3 separate regions of the Danio rerio genome follow, and regions 2 and 3 are each linked to region 1. A link is a contact called in public HiCAR-type and Micro-C data. All regions are on one chromosome and are shown on one strand. The core of a region is the stretch at or near the end of the contact, and the rest is flanking DNA. Distances in the headings are between cores, read along the strand shown.

Region 1 (5,144 bases), core at 1,816-4,315:
TACACACACACACACACACAATTAGGACACTCTTATTAGCGTTCAATATTGAAATGTTTAATCAGAACAAAACTTGTTAATATAGCCTCATACCTATTAAACTTGCCTTAACAAATTATTAATGAAATAAAATCACTTTCAAGAATTTGAAAGTAACAATTCACAAAGTTTGGCCAAAATAAAGTAATAGTCTTGACTGATATTTGGAACAAGAATCATTTGCTTGCAATAAGACTCATTTTAAATATTGATTTGTCTTTTAAAACAAAGTTAAAAGTAGTCTAATAAAAGAAAGGGATAGTTCACCCAAAAATTAAGATGTAGCCTACTCACTATTGAATGAAATGAACAAATGACCCCCCCCCCCCCCCCCCATTGAACGCAAAAGCACACATTTTAAAGAAAGCTGAAAGTCTGAAACCATTGACTTCCATTATAGGAAAAACAAAGAGGCTACCGTGGAAGTCAATGGTTACAGGTTTCCAGCTTTCTTCAGAACATCTTCTTTTGTGTTCCACAGAGGAAAGAAACTCAAACAGGTTTCTGCCAAGTGAAGGGTGAGTAAACAATGGCAGAATTTTTGATGTCAGAGTTTTGAGTGAATTATCCCTCAGTTGTTGTATTTAAAAACGGTAAAATAAAGACAAATGGCCCATATTTGGAAGAAAAATGGATGGTAAATTTCTCAAAATGTGGAAAAAACTGTCATCTAAAAATGGTGACATAGTTTAATTGCCTTATTTCCAAGTTGATATTTTATCAAATAAAAATCTTGAAATGTAGACGAACTAAAGTTAAATATTTATTAAGTATATATCACGCATGATTTATTATGTTTACGCATTAATGTATGCCTAAGAAAATTGTTTAAGATAAGAGTTGAAAGTGACAGAATATCGCTAATAAAGATAGCTCTACATGTGAGGACTATTTTTTTATTCCATTCTGCTATTCTGTATGTATTCTGTGTAGCTTAAACAATTAATAAATATAATAAAATAATTTACCATATAACTCTAAAAATGATGGGTTTCATCTTTTTGGGTAAATATGATTTGGGTACAATATGATCAAGATTAGGATAAAATATGGACAAACCCGATCACCTATTATAGTAACTTATTATATTCAAATTTTAGCCCATGCAATGTATACCCAATAACTGAGTGGTTGTGACTTCCATAATAGGAAAAACAAAGACGCTACCATTGAAGTCAATAGTTACAGGTGTCTAGCTTTCTCCAAAATATATTCTTTTGTGTACCACAGAGGAAAGAAACTCAGACAGGTTTCTGACAAGTGAAGGGTGATTAAACATTGACAGAATTTTCAGTTTTGAGTGAATTATCTCTCTGTTGTTGCATTTTAAAGGGGTAAAATAAAGACAAATAACCTATATTTGGGGCAAAAATGGATGGTGAATTGCACAAAATGTCTGTCAACTAAAAATTGGTGACATCATTTTTTAATTGCCTTTTTTTCCCAAGCTGATATTTTATTAAATGAAAATCTTAAAATGCAGGTGAACTAAAGTTTAAATATTCATAGAGTGTATAATATGCATGATTCAATATATTTACTATGCATTAATGTATGCCTATACAATAATATTGTGTAAGATAAGAGTTGAAAATGACAGAATGGAGCTAATAAAAGTCAGCCTACATGTGAGGACTTTGTTGACATATTTTTGTCTTCCATTCGACTATTCTGTATGTATTTTGTTTAGCCTAAATAAATATTAAACATATAAATAATAAAATAAATTACCATATCACTCTGAAAGGTTTTGTCTATTTGGGTAAACTATGATCAAGATGTGCTATTCTTTATGTATTCTGTAGCCTAACTTAAATAAAAAATTAAAATTAAAGAACAAAATGATTAACCATATGACTATAAAAGGTTTTGTCTGTTTGGGTAAAATATGGTCAAGATTTGTTACTTTATGTATCCTGTAGCCTAAATAAATACAAAAAATTAAAGAACAAAATAAATTAACATCACTCTAAAATGTTGTTCTATTGGATAAATATGGTTTGTGTAAAATATGTTCAAGATTTGGGTAAAATATGGGCAAACAACTGTCGAGTATGGCTAGCTATTAAATTACAATTTTAGCCTAATATTAATTCAATAATTGAGTTGTTGTGTATTTACCACTATGCTGAAACATGCATTTTTTAGAGTGAAAAGAGAATTTTGATCCAATATGCCCAGTTTGACATTGAATTATAATAATTATAAAAATGTATAGTAAATATTAATATAAATGATCAAATAACGCCTCGCATGTTCGACGGGTGTGTCTAATTAGGCTATTTTTAAGAATAGGCTACCTTTCTGCACACTTCAGAGCGTTTATTTGTTTATTTACGGTTCTAGTTTGCCCAAAAATGCCTTCAATTGTGAAGCACATGCCCTGACCAAAGTGCTCAACACATTAGGGCGGGCAGGGCAGTTGAGATATCGATCGTTGTGCTCTGTGTGTTTTGCATGGGATTGTCTGGGGGGTAATTGAGTGTCACTGTCTGTCTGTGTCGTCTCGCTGGCGCCATGTGCCTCTTTGGATTGCTAATTTCTCCAACCGACCCGCCTACATCTACTCTCTAGTGCAGGCCTGCAGTTTCCACCTCCATCAGCCTGTCATATGGCTGACAAAGCAGAATTTGGACTTTAAAGTGCGTTTCTAAAAATAAAAAAAACAGATACAACTATGTTGGTATTACATCCAGGGACAAATATTTAGATCCCATATATTTTCGATTGACCTTTAAATCATTATAGTACAATATTACGAACATATTTTCGAAAGCTTTCGGTTTTAATAACCATTATGCTGTTATTATTTTACCACGTCCTGCTACCTGCCTCATCATGCGATTCTGTCTCAGCATCTGTAGGCGGAAAGACAAATTGTATGACCGCTCTGTGAACCAATACCAATGCCAATAGGACAGTGTATGCAAATTTATCAGCACGACTGGCCAATCAACGCATTAATGGGCAGGGCTTTACAGAGCCAAAAACTGATCCGGTGAAATTTCTCCGATCAGTGATCCGCTGCTTCGAGATCGGGGATAGTTGCCCTTGTGGAAACTTGTTTGTGTTATTTCACGAGTCCGTTTGTGTTTTATATGTGTTTGTGTGTTTTTCATCGCATGGCGGATTGGTTTGGTTACACACGGGGAATGTTTCTCCACTCGCGCTAGTTTCGGATCCTCCGATGGAACAAGACGCGAGCCTTTTCTGCGCCCGTTTGATTTTTGGATACAGTGTAGATCACAGATCCCTGGGAATGCAGTAATAAATGTAGGACATATGTAACGAGTCCTCTCAAACCATTCGGAGGGTCTTGCCACGGGGTATCAAGACAAGGAAAAGCAGCCGTAAATGGATCGCCTGGTTTCTCTGTGGTTTCAGCTGGAACTTTGTGCGATGGCTGTTCTTCTCACGAAAGGTAACTCTTAAGTTTATTCAGTCGCTTCTGGACGCGCACGACTCTCAACTGACTTTAAACCATATAAAACTGTAGCGCTCAAACACAAAGTATGTTTATATGTGTACACAACCAGTCAAAAGTTTGGAAACAGTATTTTTCTCATGTTTTTGAAGAAAGGCTTTTCTGATAACTAATGTTAAGTTTATTGAATCATAAATACTATAAAATCTGTAATATTTAATAGTATTTCGATGTGAAAGAACTGATTTTCTGTAGGAATGTGTTATAAAATATAATGTACTCCTGTGATGAATTATGAGCAGCCATTACTACAGTTCTGTGTCACATGATCCTGCAGAAATCATTGTAATATGCTGATTTGTATTGCTCAAGATGATTTTCTGATTATTATCAGTGTTGAAAATAGTTGTGCTGCTTCGTTTTTTTGATATTGCCATTTAAACTATAATTTAAAGAGTTTTTATTCAAATATGATACATTAAATTGCTTAAAATTGACACCTAATATATTTAAGGTACAAAAGATATATCGTTTAAGAAGTTAATTTTAAGTTTTCAGCTTTTTATTGATCAAAAAATGATCATGAGCGCCAATAGTTAATCATAATTTTAGCATTTTAGAATTTCTACACTGAATTTTGACACTGAAGACTGGAGTAATGATGCTGGAAGTTCTGAATAAATTAAAATGTAATATATATATATATATATATATATTATACACACTTATACTTACACAGAAAACATCTTAAATTCAATATATTTTTTCACAACAATACTATAAACAAAGCCTTGGTGAGTCAAAGAGACTTTGTTCAAAAACATGAACAAATCTTAATGTTTTCAGCTTTGTAATTGATAGTTTACACATCTTAACACTTGTTTATCGGCTTCTGCCCTTACAAAATAACATGTTCATTTTAATATTGGTGATTTCAGTTTGTTTCATATGTTAAAAAACTACGGTTAATTGCAGCGAATATGTATTGCATTTTGTTTTGTTGCCTATTTTCAGATATAAAGTGTATTTACTATAGCATGTAATATTTAATTTCAGAAGTAAAACAAGGTCTTGGGACAATTTTAAATGTGTTTCTAGCTGCTGAATGCTGGCTTAGGAGCTAACATGTTTCAGAGACCATCTTGAGCTTTTTAGTTCCTGGTCTAAGGTAGATACATAAAGCCATCTTTAGACCAGCTACCTCCAGCTCCAGTTATAAGTATTCTCCAGATCTTGTTTTGTCATTTTCTAGCCTCTTGTTAAAAATTGATCAGCCAAGAACATTAGCCTCCGGTTTTATGCATTATTAGATAAGCCCAGCCATAAAAAATAAATAAGAAACTCATTGGACCTAACTGATAAGAAGAACTGATTTCTCACACTAATGAGATGACATGTAACTCCAGCCTCGGACAGTGTACACAAGCAACCTACGACAACACAAAGGCCGTGTTTATTTGTGTTTGTGTCATGATGTGTGTTTAGTGTTCTGTTTCACGTTCACACATGGTGGTAGGTAAAAAAGGTCCACTTACAAAAACGGTACTGAATGTTAAAACAATCTGTGACCTTATTAGTTGTTATAACAATATTTGACCTCAATTTTGAGAAAACCTTAAGAAGATTGTTGCTTAAAAGGATGTTAAGCTAAATGGCTAAATTTCATTCATGGTTCACTTTT
Region 2 (5,144 bases), core at 1,908-4,407, 220 kb after region 1:
AAGATTGTCTTAAGTGTATCAAAATATCTAAACGCTGTTTTCAAATTGGGGGATATCCAGGCTGCAGATTGACAGTTCAGTTTTTCCCCGAAAGTAAACGGCGCCTTAGTGTAGTAGGCTATGGAATGCCAAAGCTGCCATAATAATACATTTGGTTAATAAGCAGTAGCTGGCTTTAGTGATTTGGGGGGCCCTAGTAATGAAGCTCTAAGCTTTTTTTTCTCTTTATAGATATTGTTTTATTTATTTATTTATTTTTTTGTAAATAAAATCTGCATGTTAAAAATATTTATATTGCACTGCATTCTTTATCTTCTTAATGTTAAATGAAATACAATAAATTTGCAAATAAATAACAAGTAATTTATTAGAACAAAGTATGTACAGTTAATTAGCCATATTTGTGTTTTTAAAATTTGCATGTGCAGTAAGAAAGGAATATTCCATTGTTCATGAGGTCCCCTGGTTTGGAAAAAAAGTAATAATGTTAAAATCTTAAAGGTTATAAGCAGATTTTACAGCATATAAAAGAGAATTTATTAAAAGAGATATGATTAATATGCATCCTGACATAGGTTGGGGCCCCTAATTCGCTGGGGCCATAAGCGGCTGCTTTACCTAGTATATTAGTTAAGTTCAAATCAATTTTCAATTCATTTTTATTTGTATAGCGCTTTTACAATATAGATTTTGTCAAAGCAGCTTCACATAGAAGATTATAGTAGATTGAAACAGTGTAGTTCAGATTTTAAAGTTTAAATTCAGTTTAGTTTAGCTAAGTCCAGTGTGGTTTAATAATCACTATTGAGAGTTCAAACAATGAAGAGTAAATCCATTGATGCGCAGCCCTACATATCCCGAACCATGCAAGCTAGTGGCAACAGAGGCGAGGAAAAAACTTCACCATACCGCTAAGTGATGCATTGTGTGTGCTTTACTAAACAGATAGGTCTTGAATCTAGTTTTGAACTGCGAGAGTGTGCCTGAGCCTCGTACCTTATCAGGAAGGATATTCCAGAGTTTAGGAGCCATAAATGAGAAGGCTCGACCCCCTTTACTCGACTTTGCTATTCTAGGTATTACCAGAAGCCCTGAGTTTAAAGATCTTAAAGAGTGGGTTGGATTGTAGCGAGACAGAAGGTTGATTAGATAGACAGGAGCTAGATTATTTAAAGCTTTATAGGTAAGAAGCAATATTTTAAATTCAATACGAAACTTAACAGGTAGCCAGTGTAAGGAGGATACAGTTGGGGTGATATGATCATATTTTCTATACCTGGTAAGAACTCTGGCAGCTGCATTTTGTACTAGCTGAAGTTTATTAATAGAGGATGATGGGCAGCCAGCAAACAAAGCATTACAGTAATCCAGCCTTAAAGTCATAAAAAGCATTGTCTAGCTTTTCTGCATCTGAGATGGATAGCATACTTCATAACTTAGCGAGATATCTTAGATGAAAGAAAGCAGTTTTTGTGACATGGGATATATGATTTTCAAAAGTTAAATTGCTGTCTAATATGACACCCAGATCTTTTATAGTAGAGCTAATGCTAACTTTGTATCCCTCCAATTGTACGTCGAGTTGTGAGATCTGCTGTGTACAGGATTTAGGCCCAGTAAGTAATAATTCTGTTTTGTCTGAGTTTAAGAGAAGAAAATGGTTTGTCATCCATTCTTTAACATCTTTACAGTTTTTTTTTTTTTTTTTTTTTTACGATGGCTATGACAGTTTTTTTCAATACATTTAATAAGTTTGCTAAACTCTTAACACAGCAACACACCTAAAACACACAATTGGCAAAACAGTAAATTTCATGCTCAAAATCACACATTGTAAACTAAACCTCTAAACTACTTTTTAAAATACAATAATAAACTAACACACCACACCATGTCTAACAAAACACTGTAAACATGTTTCAAAATAAAATAATGATTCAAAACACTAACACGTTCTCTTCCGATAGAAACATTTAGTCATTCATAACACATTGATAATAAAAACACTATCATCAGCTGACATTACAGAAACTGCAATGTTTGATGTGTCAGGTCTGCCCTTTACTTGAAGCCTCTCTACATTTTTGTGTTGTTGAGTTTAGTACAGTAAATGCATGCATTTTGTTATACTGCAGAAAATCATAACTAAAAATGAACGACCATCCCAGAGTAGCTTTAAAAAATTTACAGTTTACTGTATGTAAAAAAATAATACAGACACAGAATTGATGCAGTACAGACTTTATTTGCAAAAGGACATTACTGCAAGATGTACAAACAGAAAAAAACACCACAATAATAATAAAAAAAGTAAAGTAACTTTCTATTCTGACTAGTCTTCTGCATTTTCCCGACTTCTTCTCTGGCCCGGTATGGTAACGGTGGCCCTTTGGCCTATTATGTTTCTCCTATGGCGATGCCTTCTCGCCAAGTTAAAGCCAGCCTCGTCAACATAGATAATTGCATGTGGAACTTGATTGACCTCCAACTCCATGACTCTCTAGAAGTAATTAGACACAGTGTAATGCTTTACTGTACTGTATAATTATGTATTGAACGCCAGGTTTATTGAGTAGTTTACTGCAAAACACACTGTGTATAGTAAAGTAATCACTGTATTGCATAACCTTACCTCGACGTATTGGTGACGAAGTTCTGTAATGTGCTTACTGTTTCTTTCAAAAACCTCATGAGTCCACTTTTAGAACATACAGTATGATCATGTGATTTGAAAAACCTCAACATATGAGTGTGCTTCCTATATGGGAATCTGCTGTGATATGTATGTGATATACTGTTTACTTTGGCTTTAGCCTATATAAGTTTTGTTTAGAACATGGTGTTATCTGTTCTGACATACTGTGTTAAAGCATTTGTAAATTTAACTGTAAAATGACATTGTTTTGCTCTTGGTTGTGCTTGTGTGTAAAATAAGTTCAAGCATTTTAAATTTGTGTTAACTGGATGCATTTTGTGTCAAAGCAAAATGTGTTAATTGTATAGCCCACTAAGACGGATGTTGTGCTAACCGTGTTAAAAGTTTAGGAAACTTGTTAAATGTATTGAAAAAAGTGTCATAGCCATTGTAAAAACCTGAAATTCAGTTTTGGCGTTCGACACGGTATGTCCAATCGCAGCCACCGTAGAGCCAACTTCTGCGCTTGCGCCCGTCTCAAATCAACAATGGCGGCCTCCCTCGGCGTGTGTAGGTTACATTTTAGAAGTTTAGGAGGTCTTGATAGATTTTGTCTCGGATTGGAACCTCAAACGCAAAGAAGATGTACGTCAACTATACCAGCAATCAAAACCCCGACCGGGAGCAAGACCGCAGACTTCGGTAACATTTTTATTCTTGTATATCTGTAAGCATGGCATTTACTAACTGACTTTAAAACAGACTTGACAGCTGCAAAATGTATTCGCGTTGTCATAGTATTTACAAAATAACTACAAAGTTGTCATCTAATGGTGTAACTAGCGATGTAGTTGACATGTGGATGACCAAACACCAAGTCTTTGCGTTTTTATCTCAAAAGTGAAGAAGAGTAAAACATTTCAAGCAATCCAAGAGGAGCGACGAGAACAAGCTGAAAGATCTGTTTTAATCAGCTGTCCTGCTAAATTCAGCGAAAAGAAGTTTTTAGATTTCTTCTCCAAGCATGGGACAGTCAACAAGCATTTCTTCTACAACAGTTTTGTAAGTGTGGCAGAGCTATTGCAAGTCATTTTATCTCAATTCAGCTGAGTGATGTTGTGAACTGTTGTTTTTAATCTGCTTTGTTTTTTAGGGTGCGTATGCGGTAGTTGAATTCTCCAATAAAGAGAGCATAGCCTCGTTGAAGGAGAGCACAGGTATACCAGCTGTTGATCATGAAGCTGCAGTGCCTTTTAAATCCCGGCTGCTGTCGCTGAAATGGCCAGGCATTCAGTCAAGCAACTATCCCACGCCAAATTTTAAGGAGCAATCCCCTCCGAACATCGGTGACATTTCCAATCTGCTCTTGCAAAAGCACAGTGTAAGTCTTCCCTGATAAAAGTTGTTTTTCTTTTCACCCCAAAACTGAAATGTATTCCATCAAAGCTCTCAGGGATATGGCAGCATCTCAGATCAAAGCCAGACAAACTTTATAATTGTGTTTAGGATTTATTTATTACATTTTTCTTTGTTTGTTTTACGTGTGATAGTTAAAAGTTTCAGTATTGCTGAGAGTAATCGTCTTCTCATTTATTTCCACAGGTAGATGAGCAGCTTCGATGTTTGACAGAGACTTTACAGCTTACAGAGGAAAACATAAGTCTGCGCTTCCTTGTCTGTTCTCTGCTTGGAGACATAGCTGGAGCATACTTCCCAGAATGCATCATTAGGCCTTTTGGTTCTACTGTAAACAGCTTCGGCAAACTTGGCTGTGATGTTGACATGATTCTGGATCTAGACGGCATATATGCACGAAGCCAGAAAAAGGTCAGTGCAGTGAATGGGTAGAATAATCTAAACCTGTATATTCAATCAAAATGAAAAATTCTGTCATTATTGATTGCATGTCATTTTTTTAACCTGTTTGAATTTCTTTCTTCCGTGGAACACTATATACATACTAGGGATGTGCGGAGCAGCCGGTATTTGTATTTGTATTTGTTGAGGGGGGAAAAGTATTTGTATTTGTATTTGTATTTGTATTCGAGTAAAATTCAAAATGGCGCAAAAATATATATTTTTTTCTATTACACTTCTAATTTACGTTATAGTGAAAGAATTGTTTAATTATACCCATTATATAAATTATAGACATGCAATATTGGTTGTTGTTTTTGAACATGTGATAAGAAATGTCATTGAAAAGAAAATAACATAGAAGCCATTATCTCATCCATGGTTAAACCAACAACTAATAAAATACCATTGTGAATATTATGAACCCCACCACCACCGTTCTTGTTGAAGGACACTGAATAGACAGAATAAAACCAAAAAATACTTCAAAAAACTGTTCTTCTTCTGAAAGAACTTCTTTCCAATGCACAGAATTCCAAAAACTAAAATTAACTAAATAAATCTAAATAAAACTCTGCCTGGGAGATCTGACAGAACAAAAGTATTCTATATAATACTAAAAGATACAGCCCTGCTATTGTCATCTGCCTGC
Region 3 (5,144 bases), core at 864-3,363, 200 kb after region 1:
AAAACTTAAAGCATTACATGAAAAACTTCTAAACCTTCAAACTGAAGTGAAGATTAAACTCTAACCAGTCTTTCTATTAACTTTAAACACCTAAGATTTCTTTTATTGTCAACATTTCCCTCTCTTAATTCAATCCCACACAAAGCATGCTGGGAACTACCAATACCCTAACCAGGTAGTTGGACCAACATAGTTCCTTCATGTTGTCCCGACACAAAATGCTTAATTTAACATAATCGTTTACAACTTTAGGTTGACTAAGCATAAATCAAATAATTTGGCCAAAGTTATTACAAGAATTGTGTTGTTTCAGCTCATTTTAAATAGGTAGTTTGAACAAGCAGCAGTAATCAGTTTTTTGAGTGTAGATGACTGGTAACAGCACTGTGTGATATAATTGCGCCTGCAGCAGTCATGGTACAGGAGAGTAATGTTCCTTAATTATTACACTTAACCATATCATCCTAGAAAATAGCAACTTTTAATATTTCGTCATAAGTACACAATGTAACCACGGAAGAGTCAATCGTTAAATTGGAAAATGACCAGAACATTCATTAATTCATTTCTCTTCGGCTTAGTTTATTTAGAGAATAATTCAACACTTGTTTTACTTAGCCAATGCTCTTCCAGTCTCAACCAAGTACTGGCATGCCAACTGACCCAGCCATGACTCGAACCAGGCACCATCTTGCAATGAGGGGTGCTAACCACTGGCCACCGTGTCGCCCATTGTCAGTACTGTTTTTTATATTTTGAATGAGATGCTAATGGTCTAAAGCAGTTTAATGATTCATGCTAAGCTAAGCTAATCTGCCCTGCCTGACCCAGAGCTCGGCTAAATTAAGTAAAAAATGGTAAAGCTCAACAAGGGGTGGCACAGTGGTTCAGTGGTTAACACTGTCACCTGACAGCAAGAAGTTCACTGGTTCGAGTCCTCGCTTGGCCAGGCATTTCTGTCTGGAGTTTGCATGTTCTCCCCATGTTCACGTGGGTTTCCTCTGGATGCTCCGGTTCTGCCCACTAGTACAACGACGTGGTATAGTTGAATTGAATAAACTAAATTGTCTATAGTGTATGAGTTTGTGTGAATGAGTGTGTATGGGTGTTTCCCAATACTGGGTTGCAGCTGGACTGGCATTGGCTGCATAAAACTAATGCTGGAATAGTTAGCAGTTCATTTTGCTGTGGGGACCCACTGAAATAAAGCCAAAAGAAAATCAATAAATGATTGAATAAAACTCGACTATTTAACCCTGGGGGAGTTGAAAAATGATTTTAAAAAAATGGAGGATTCTTTTAAAATGATTAAGTAAATGATCTACTGTGCATAATTATGAAAATTACAGCAATTTAACAATTCCAAGTTACAATAGATTTATGCACTTACGGGTTTACTCCCTTTTTAAAAATAACTAGTAGCTTTTCATTCATTTATTCATTGTCGGCTTAGTCCCTTTATTAATCTGGGGTCGCCACAGCGGAATGAACCGCCAACTTATCCAGCAAGTTTTTACACAGCAGATGCCCTTCCAGCTGGAACCCATCTCTGGGAAACATCCACACATACACACACACACTCATACACTACAGACAATTTAACAGACAATTTAGCCTACCCAATTCACCTGTACCGCATGTCTTTGGACTGTGGGTGAAACTGGAGCACCCGGAGGAAACAAACGCGAACAGAAACGCCAACTGAGCCGAGGATCGAACCAGCGACCCAGCAACCTTCTTGCTGTGAGGCGAATGTGCTACCCACTACCCCACTGCGTTGCCTACTAATAGCTTTTTACGGTGTTATTTAAGCGAAAATGTAGTTGTTTTTATTTTAAGAAATATAAGCTGTTTTTACTACTCTGCAGTCTTAATGGCGAATCAAAGCCAGATGTAGTAATTACTATGCAGTAGTGTCAGCTGCATTAATGAAAGCAAAATATGAATAAAAGGCCATACAAATTGAACCAGCAGCTCCTGCCCCATGCCAAATCTCTGTCCAAATGTGAAAAGTGCCAGGAATGATGCCACTGCCAAGCTGAGAGGGGTGCCATTGCTTGTGTCATAGGCCTGACTCACAGAGAACTAAATCAACAAGCTAAACGTGCCAACAAGCTCTGTGTCATCGCATAAACTATTTCCAGTAAAGACCTTGTGTGCAATCCATAAATTACAGACACAGATATATAACTGACCGACAACTTCAAATAAGTCCCATAAAGAAACAGACGGTCAAATAAGCAGAAAACCCACTTCAATATGAGAAACCAAGAAATGTAATAAACCTAGATTTGCTGTAACCGTATCGAAATGTTGTTAGACAGGCGTGAAAGTGCCTCTGTACACAAGCACATGTTTCTGGACACCATGGCTGCAGGGTAACCGTGTCTCAAGAGAAAAGGGCTGTGAATTATGAAAAGTAAAAACTGTCATCTGTTTGTACAGTCTGGAGATGGAAAGATTAGAGGACAGTGCGTCTCTGGTTAGCTGTGTTTGTGAAGAATGGCTCTTTGTACACAGTAGCACACACTGACATTAGTGGTGCCACACCAGAGGCGATCTGTCTAGAGTCCTGTTCGAAAGGGGGAGACGAGTGGGCTTTCTCTTTCTTTCTGCATTTCTGCCTGTCTTTGGCATTCTTTTCCAACAACTAAAGCAATTCAGCTGGGTTCATGGAAAACTATATTATATTATATTATATTATATTATATTATATTATATTATATTATATTATATTATATTATATTATATTATATTTATTATATTATAGTATATTATATTATATTTATTATATTTATTATATTATATTATATTATATTATATTATAGTATATTATATTATATTATATTATATTATATTATATTATATTATATTATATTATAGTATATTATAGTATATTATATTATATTATATTATATTCATTTATTTTTTTTTGGCTTTGTCCCTTTATTAATTAGGGGTCACCACAGCAGAATGAACCGCCAACTTATCCAGCATATGTTTAACGCAGTGGATGCCCTTCCAGCCGCAACCCAACACTGAAAAACATCCATACACACTCATTCACACCAATACACCACGGACAATTTAGCTTACCCAATTCACTTGTACCGCATGTCTTTGGACTGTGGGGGAAACCGGAGCACCTGGAGGAAACCCACGCGAATGCAGGGAGAACATGCAAACTCCACATAGAAACGCCTACTAACCCTACTGCACCACTACGTCGCCTATATTATATTATATTATGTTATATTATATTATATTATATTATATTATATTATATTATATTATATTATATTATATTATATTATATTATATAAAAAGCTGAACAGAGAAGATAAATATAAATGTAATAAAAATTATTAAATAACAAAAATTATTAAAAAATTATAAACTTAAAAAAAGTATTTAAATATTTTATATATTTCAGTAGTATAATATATATATATATATATATATATATATATATATATATATATATATATATATATATATATATATATATATATATATATATACATACATATATATATATTAAAAAATATATAGAATATATAGAATATATATAATATATAACTTTATTATATTACTATAATATATATATATATATATATATATATATATATATATATATATATATATATATATATATATATATTATAGTAATTATATTACTATAATATATATATACTAATATTATATTATTATGAATAAATATTTTAGATAATTATATAATTTATTTTATATAATTTATAATATTATATAATTATTATATAATATATTAATTTATATAATTGTTATTTTTTAAGTAATACAACTAGCAATGACAATAGATTTCTAAACCTTTTAAAATGTGCATTTAATGAAAGAGATCAATGAAAGTATCTCTTTAGCATCTGAGTGTTAAAGTGTGGTTAAGGTGTCAAATCTCTCCGTTGTGAATGTGAACATCTGGACTAGATGCTGCCAAAATCGGTCACTGTAATTTTAAATAGACTTACTCTGCCACCTTCCGGACATAGGCTGTAATATTTTATGTTTAAATTCAAAAGGGTGTAAGGAAGGACCTTCACTTTTTCCAAACATGTTTGAGTTTTTTTTTTTTGGTTAAATTCTATATATATATATATTAAGCTAAAAGTATATCACCCTACAGAAAATGTTTACTCAATATTTATTCACCCTCAAACCTTTTAAACCTTTATGAGTTTACTATAAAAAGATTATTCGGAAGAAAGTTGAAAATCGGTAACCATTGACTTCCATTGTAGGAAAGACAGATAGGTAAATCAATAATTACAGAACATTCACTAAAATATCGTTTTTGTTTAGCAGATGAAAAAAAAAGTCAAGCAGGCTTGGAACAAGTGGAAGACATATATGATGACAGATGTAAACGTCGCCAGACTTTTCAGTTTTGAGTAAACTATCCCTTTAATTGATAACACCTTATTCAAATCAACGGCTCTTAGAGGTTCAGGTTTAAATCTGTCAGGTAGGAAAAGTATTTTATTTTGAATATGTTTGGGGGTAATGAATGCTCTTTTATTCCCTGTTTTGTGTTGTTTTTATAAAATGTTGGTGCTTTATTGAAACAAAACGTATCTTACACTGATAAAAAATCAACTAGCCAGCTAAAATCTTTAAAAAAAATATCTGTTTGGAAAAAAGAAAGGTAGCTTTATTAATCTATGCAGAAAGTTTACATTTTCCTAGGCCTGCTTGACACGTTACATAGAATATAAATGGACAAATCAACCTCTCACAATTTGAGCTGTCATTATTTTGATCTACATGGCATGAGGCCTGTAAAGTCTCTTCTGATCATTTACGTACGGCTCAAATCTGGCCACAAGAGGCCGCTGTAGTCATTGATTTCGTTTGTTTGTAGCTTCAATCGAAGTCCATTTCAAGTATGGCGAGTCTTCTTCAATATAGCACCCTCATGCAGCCACGCTGAAGGATGTCAGTGAAAAATAACACTCACTGTATGCCTTGTTTTTTTGTTTTTTTTAAAGCGTAATAAAAAATTGTTGGTCTTAAAAATTATTTGGTGTGTGTGTATAATTTGAAATGGACCGTAAAAACATTCAATATTCTGTGGGAATTCCCTACAAAAATAGCTATTGTGTTTGTTAATA

The links. A called contact is a pair of places that touch in the nucleus more often than the background predicts. HiCAR-type assays count read pairs that join an accessible place to other places.
Region 2: a Micro-C map of caudal fin shows a contact between it and region 1, with 6 times the contacts expected there. The contact joins the promoter of mtpap here to the promoter of bambia in region 1. A contact is called at or near these places in 7 of 18 Hi-C or Micro-C datasets (caudal fin, embryo, hematopoietic stem cells and 2 more) and 3 of 4 datasets of contacts at active chromatin or transcription factors (caudal fin, embryo and gastrula embryo).
Region 3: a HiCAR-type map of caudal fin shows a contact between it and region 1, with 10 times the contacts expected there. The contact joins the enhancer-like site here to the promoter of bambia in region 1. A contact is called at or near these places in 8 of 18 Hi-C or Micro-C datasets (caudal fin, embryo, fibroblasts and 3 more) and 3 of 4 datasets of contacts at active chromatin or transcription factors (caudal fin, embryo and gastrula embryo).

The regions. Positions count from the first base shown.
Region 1 is chr12:25,146,361-25,151,504 of GRCz12tu, forward strand. bambia (BMP and activin membrane-bound inhibitor (Xenopus laevis) homolog a) reads left to right here and starts at 3,066. Exons shown (of 3, transcript NM_131784.2): 1 at 3,066-3,460. The coding sequence starts at 3,394.
Region 2 is chr12:25,366,087-25,371,230 of GRCz12tu, forward strand. It overlaps mtpap (mitochondrial poly(A) polymerase), which reads left to right and starts at 3,158. Exons shown (of 9, transcript XM_021480322.3): 1 at 3,158-3,337; 2 at 3,537-3,697; 3 at 3,789-4,016; 4 at 4,238-4,462. The coding sequence starts at 3,184.
Region 3 is chr12:25,345,593-25,350,736 of GRCz12tu, forward strand. No RefSeq gene overlaps it. Among named protein-coding and RNA genes, the nearest start is that of map3k8, 18 kb to the right of the region's middle. Within about 2 kb of position 2,114, at least 7 of the 62 cell types and tissues checked have an H3K27ac peak or open chromatin away from gene starts, as enhancers often do.